Linked DNA regions of Mus musculus: region 2 is linked to region 1. The links are chromatin contacts, called in public HiChIP or PLAC-seq maps. All regions are on one chromosome and are shown on one strand. Each heading gives the region's core, a stretch centred on a gene start, on an enhancer-like site or on the middle of the called end of the contact. The rest is flanking DNA. Distances are from core to core; before and after follow the strand shown.

Region 1 (2,909 bases), core at 295-2,794:
GAGAAAGCAGGAACTGAACCAGCAGGCCTGACTGGAGCAAGAGGGGTTGACTTGGAGCGAGCAGAGGTCCTAAAATTCAATTCCCAACAACCACATGAAGGCTCACAACCATCTGTACAGCTCTGTATAGCTACAGTGTACTCACATACATAAAAATAAATAAATAAATTTTTATAAAAGTAATTTAATAGCCACTCCCCTCCCCCACACACACACCACCATTCCCCGGCCCTACACACACACCTCCAACACACACCACAGGAAGAGCACCAGGAAGGAAGGGAAAGATGTCTAACAAGCCAAGACCTGAGGTCCCAACTCCAGAGTGGCCCCACGTCTTCAGACAAAGCTTGTGGTCCTCTGGAGGAGTAGCCAGTGCTCTTAACCACTGAACTATCTTTCCGACCTTCATAGTGGTTTTGGGGAAGGAGTCCCCTAGCCCAGGCAAGGCAGACTGTACCTTTCTTTGGGAAGTGGGTGGAGCAGTTATCTCTCTTGGGGTTTGGCTTCCAGTGGCTGTGAAGTCTTGGGTGAAATGGAAATCGGAAGCTGCACAGATGGGGCGGCCGGTTTCCTTCCGTTTCCTCAGACAGCCTCTTTGCAATCAACAAGATACGAGCTGCCTGAGCCAGGGGAAAACCACCTCCGTTTCTGGCGCCCCGCCCCCACCCCCGGGGGGGCAGCTTTGGACCCAAGGGGTGTCACCAGGAGGCCAAGTGGGCCCAGGAAGCCCTTGCTAGAGTCAGGAGTGTGAAAAAGGTCCTCACCAGTCAACACCCCACCTCCAACCCTGAAGCCACCCTGGCGGGACACACTTTTAAAGCAGCTGTTCCTGGGACCCAGCCTCTGCTAAAGAATCACTCAGACGCTGAGCCTCTTCAAGTCCTACTGTCCTTCTGACAGCCCCAGACAAGCCTCCAGTCTCCAACCCCTCCAGTGATCCCCAACAGCACACCCCCCCCCCACCTCCTGAGCTCCCACCATCCTCTGCAGGGTGTGGGGCTTTGCAATAGGATTCTAGTCTCTTCTAACCTCCACAGTGACCAGAATGCTCTGGGTGTGGCTCCGTGTTGCCTTGAAATGAACTTCACCCCACACCCCCACTCTCTAATGTTAAGGCAGATCTCCACTTAAGCTGGCACTGAGTATTAACCTGACCCCATTGTCACCACACCTGAGCCCCACGGGCCTACAGAGGGGAGTGTGCTCCTTCTGTGAAGAGAGGCACGGCTCATGTCTGTCTGGGCCCCGAGCACTGAAGCTGCTGCCTCCCCAAGGACTCTACTGAGTCAATATGGTCCCACTTCTGATCAATATGGTCCCCAGAGGCTTTCTCAAATGTCCCCTCAAGGAAGTCATCACCTTTGCAAGTCTCTACAGGCACACTCTTCTTCCCGAGGTTGTGCCTGGGGCCTTTCCATGACCATGAGACCCTCAGAGGTGGGCCGGTTCATTCTGCATTCCCAGCAGCCTGGTGCACAGGAAACCAGATTTCAGACATGGGGAAAGGTAGCCGCCTAGTGGAGCGGGCCAGTTCCTTGTAGCGTCCCTAGGGGGTGCTGTGGCCCTGTGTGAAGCCTGACAGTCACTTGTAGCTAGAGAGGCTAGGATGAGGGAGGTTCTAGGAAATCCCAGGAGAGCTCAGAGCAGACAGGGTGCTAACTCACTGTCCACTTCGCTCAGATCTGACGCCAACGGTTGCTTTAACATAAAAAAAAAAAAAAAAGAGTAGGTTCAGAGAGCGGAAGTGTGACTGACTACACGTTAATTTAAAGATAATGCCAAAGGCTTCAAAGAAATGTGTCAGGCACGGTTGTGTGTATCTGTGGTCCCCACCACTCAGAAAGCAGAAGCAGGGGAATGTGACCTCAAGGCCAGCCTAGACTACACGGTGAGACCCCTGTCTCAACAATAGAAAGCAAACCAAAATGAGTCTAAGAGGTACTATAAAGAAATCTACACCCCTAAACCGTGTTCTGCTCGCTCCACTCTGCTGCAGGGAACCGTGAAGCAGGGGTCGGAGGTACATTTTGTTCCAAACCCCGAATAAGCTCAGCTGGGTAAACATTAATGTTGAGTCTGCAACTCTGCCCTTCTGCCTGGCAGCCAGGTGGTATTAGAGAAGGCTGCCCCATGGCTAGAGAGGCACTTCTAGGATGTTCAGCATCTCAGACCCAGCCTCAGTCCCCACCTGAGCATGATGCCAGCCCTCCCATTTGAACTTGTCACTCATCCATCACGGGTGACAGCTCTGTACGTATGCACCGCTGGCCTGGAGACAGGTTTCTCTTCCTGTGTCTACCCAGATGGCTGTGTGACTTAAGCAAATCGCCTGGCATCTCTGTGTCCTGGTTCCCTTCGTCTCTGAAGTGGGCATCAATCCTTGTTAGACCGAAGAAACTGCAGTTAAAGACATAGGGAGGGAAGACAGGAAGCTGGTGGCGCACGCCTTTAATCCTAGCACTTGAGAGGCAGAGGCAGATGGTGGATCTCCGAGTTCAAGGCCAGCCTGGTCTACAGAGCAAGTTCCAGGCCAGCCAGAGCTATGTAGGGAATGCCGTCTTGAAAAAACAACAAATAAAAAGACATAGGAAAGATCCCCAAGAGAGGCACGTGGGATATGCCATGTGGGAGAGGGGATAAGAGTTTGAGAACAGCCTGGCTCTGTTGATTGCACACCAGAGAAAGCCCAGATCTCTCGTGTTGAGCCTGGGAACAGAGAGCTCCGTGCAGCATGGCTCACCAGGACAAGGTGGCCCTCCTCCCAGCCCCAGGGCTTCTCCAACACCAGTAACCACAACTACAGCTGGGTCACTGCTCTGAGGCAGCGTCTTGACCTCCCACCCGCTCCCCGAGTGGTGACAACCACCTACAGACTTTACTAGATGTCAGGGGTGAAGGGTGTCACC
Region 2 (2,909 bases), core at 240-2,739, 93 kb before region 1:
AGGTAACTTTACCCTCTGAGCCACCTTTCCGGTCCAAGAGACTGTTTTTAAAAATAATTTTCCTTAATCATGAAAAATGTCATTCTTAGGGATGGAGAAATGGTTCAGGTGCTCTGTTCCTAACCTCCATATGCCAGCTAGAGCCTGCATGTAATTCCAGTTCTGGGGGATCTGACACACTCTTCTGGCCTCTGTGGGCTCCTGTGTGCCCATACAAACCCAGATACACACACACACACACACACACAAAATAAATAAAAAATTAAAGTCTTTTTTATTTATCTGATCTTTAATGGGAGAGCCTCCCCAGAGTGTTCACCCACAGCTCTGTTGGCCTGTAAGTAAGTACCTTGCACACTACGGTTCAGATTGCTTCTCTTTAATATGCATTGCTCAATTTTCTGAAGAGCCGTAGGTTGTTAAGAGTAAGCATTTGCTCAATTTTTGCTTTGCTGTGCAGGAAGTGGGTGGGTGGGAGGGTAGATGCATCTTAGAACTCAGGAAGTCTTGTAAATATTTTCCTACTTCTTTGTTGTTAATTATGGGATGTTCAATATAAAATATACATTTCCCTCGTGGCTCACTGAACTTGGAGAGAGCTATTTGGGCTAGACTGGATGGCTAGCCAGCTCCCTGGATTCTTCCCCATGGTCTCTGCTTTCCCGGTTGCTGAGGCCGCAAGTGCATATCTACCTGGCATTTGCATGGGTCCTAGGGACCTAAATTCAAGTACTTTACCCACTAAGCCCTGTTAGGCAAGCCGTCTACTAACTGGCCTGCATTTCCAGCTCCAAGGATACCTCTCTGAGTAGTCCTAGCTATCCTGAAACTCGCTCTGTAGAAGAGACCTTGTACAGGCCTTGAACTCTGAGATCCCCCTGCCTCTGCCGCTCCAGCGCTGGGGGCGTGCACCACTATCTCCTGGGACAGTCATTTTAAGCTTTGTCTCTCTTCCCAGCCTTTTCCTCTTTCCACATGCTCTTTGCTTTTGGAGTCTGTGGGATCAGATTTGCCATGTGGCACTTAACGGCGGAGTCTCAGTTTTCTCCGCTGAAAAACGGGACTCCTGTCATCCACAGGATTGCTTTAAGGAATAGACGCTGGGCGTGGTGGTGCACGCCTTAAATCCCAGCACTCGGCAGACAGAAGCAGGCAGATCTTTTTGAGTTCAAAGCCAGCCAGGGGCATCACCCAAGTCTGGGAACTAGGAAATTCTCCAGCCCTCCAATCAGAGTGAAGAAGGTTGTTCCCGCCTTCCGCGCCAAAACAGACCAATCACTGTTCCGGAGCGTGGCGCGAATCGCCCCTGGAGAATCTTGCACTTGTCTGAGTTCCTGCACTGAGCATTTCGACTTGCAACCCTCTTCCCAGCCTAGAAAGAAGGATCCTTCGTCATTCTTGTCCCAGCGCCCTAAATCCTGTCAAGCAAACGGGCGGATCGGCGGGAACCGGAAGTGTGTGCCCAGGGGCGGGTCCCGGGTTAACTCCGCCGGAAGTAGTGATTGCTAGCGGGGGGGATACCTTCGCTCAGCATGGCGGCGATTCCCCCAGACACCTGGCAGCCGCCCAACGTCTACCTGGAGACTAGGTGAGGGTTGGAGGTGGGGGAGGAATTGGTGGAGGGGACGCGGGTTCGTGCCGCAGTGGCCGGCCTGACTCGCAGGTTGCCCGCACGCACAGAGCTGCGGCCGGGAGTACCTGTAAGTTCTGAAGGGACCTCAGGGGAGCCCCTCCAACATCCCGGAGACCTCGACGATTTCTATCTGCTGTCCTTTCCCCACGACGTTTATTAGTTCATTTACCTATATCCACCTTCCATCTTCATTCATTCATTCACTCACTCACTCATTTTTTTTCTCAACAAGTGTGTGTTGATCACACAAGCCATGCGCGTAGGACCTGGATTTTTGAAAACACAAATCTGGATTATGGTGAAGGAGACAGATGTGTAAACATCACGGGACAAGTAGAGTTGTCTGAACAAATTTCTTTGGAAGTAGAAGAAAATTTATTTTCTCCAAAATCCAAGAGTGATCTTTGAGCTGGGGATGCCCGAGGCCCCAAGCTCGGGCTACAGCACCATATATACTCGGTGTGGTTGCACAAGCCTGTAATCCTAGCACTCTGGAGGTGGAAGCAGGAGGATCAGAAGTCCAGGGGCTGGGCTGGGCTGGATAGAATAGACTGCTTACCTAACATTCTATTATATTTATATTAATATATAAAATTAAGCCACCTCCTAGTGCCTTGCCTCCCTTGTGTGTGATTGCGCTCAGTTTACTATTGCTAGCAGCTCCTGTCCCGAAGGCTTTGTATCACACACACCCCTCCAGTTTTAGCAGAGAAATGGTGCATTTTATAGATTTACCTGCAACCTGGTTTTCATACTGATTGAAGGGAACCCTGCTTGGAGCCTGGTCTGCCCTGTCTACTGACTTGAGCCCCATTTTGTCTGCCCTTGGCTCCTGAGTGTAGACATTAGGAAGGCACGCACCACTGCTCTCGCTCCCAGTTCTACAGAGTGCTCACATTGCTGGACCTCCTGAACCTGGGCCATACAGATTCTCCCCAGAGCTCAGTGGGTAATGTACAGCAGGAGCCCCCTGCCTTGTTTTATCCTTAAAGGCACTAAGAGAAGAGAATAAAAGCACTCGTATGGGTGTATGTGGACATTTGAAGTAACCAGCCTATTTGCTTTACACATTCTCTTTAGATTTGATTTTTTTTAAAGATATATTTATTTATTTTATTTATATGAGTACACTGTACCTGTCTTCAGACACACCAGAAGAGGACATCAGATCCCATTACAGATGGTTGTGAGCCACCATGTGGTTGCTGGGAATTGAATTCAGGACCTCTGGGAGAGCATCTCTCCACTGAGCCATCTCTCCAGCCCTAGATTTGTC

What was found. HiChIP or PLAC-seq counts read pairs in DNA pulled down with a chosen protein or histone mark.
Region 2: an H3K27ac HiChIP or PLAC-seq map of embryonic stem cells shows a contact between it and region 1, with 3 times the contacts expected there. The contact joins the promoter of Ppil1 here to the enhancer-like site in region 1. A contact is called at or near these places in 9 of 39 promoter capture datasets (the C10 cell line, the HPC-7 cell line, the SN4741 cell line and 2 more), 1 of 15 datasets of contacts at CTCF or cohesin (the NIH/3T3 cell line), 55 of 484 Hi-C or Micro-C datasets (B cells, CD4 T cells, CD8 T cells and 34 more), 40 of 115 datasets of contacts at active chromatin or transcription factors (the 230-238 cell line, CD8 T cells, the HPC-7 cell line and 19 more) and 3 of 9 other capture datasets (adipose tissue, liver and pancreatic islet).

What each region holds. Positions count from the first base shown.
Region 1 is chr17:29,169,971-29,172,879 of GRCm38.p6, reverse strand. All of the region lies in intron 12 of Cpne5 (copine V), which reads left to right. Among named protein-coding and RNA genes, the nearest start is that of Rab44, 57 kb to the right of the region's middle. Within about 2 kb of position 1,544, at least 104 of the 459 cell types and tissues checked have an H3K27ac peak or open chromatin away from gene starts, as enhancers often do. A contact at or near this core is called in the 230-238 cell line, B cells, CD8 T cells and 22 more, where this site is marked.
Region 2 is chr17:29,262,551-29,265,459 of GRCm38.p6, reverse strand. Ppil1 (peptidylprolyl isomerase (cyclophilin)-like 1) reads left to right here and starts at 1,489. Exons shown (of 4, transcript NM_026845.4): 1 at 1,489-1,588. The coding sequence starts at 1,533.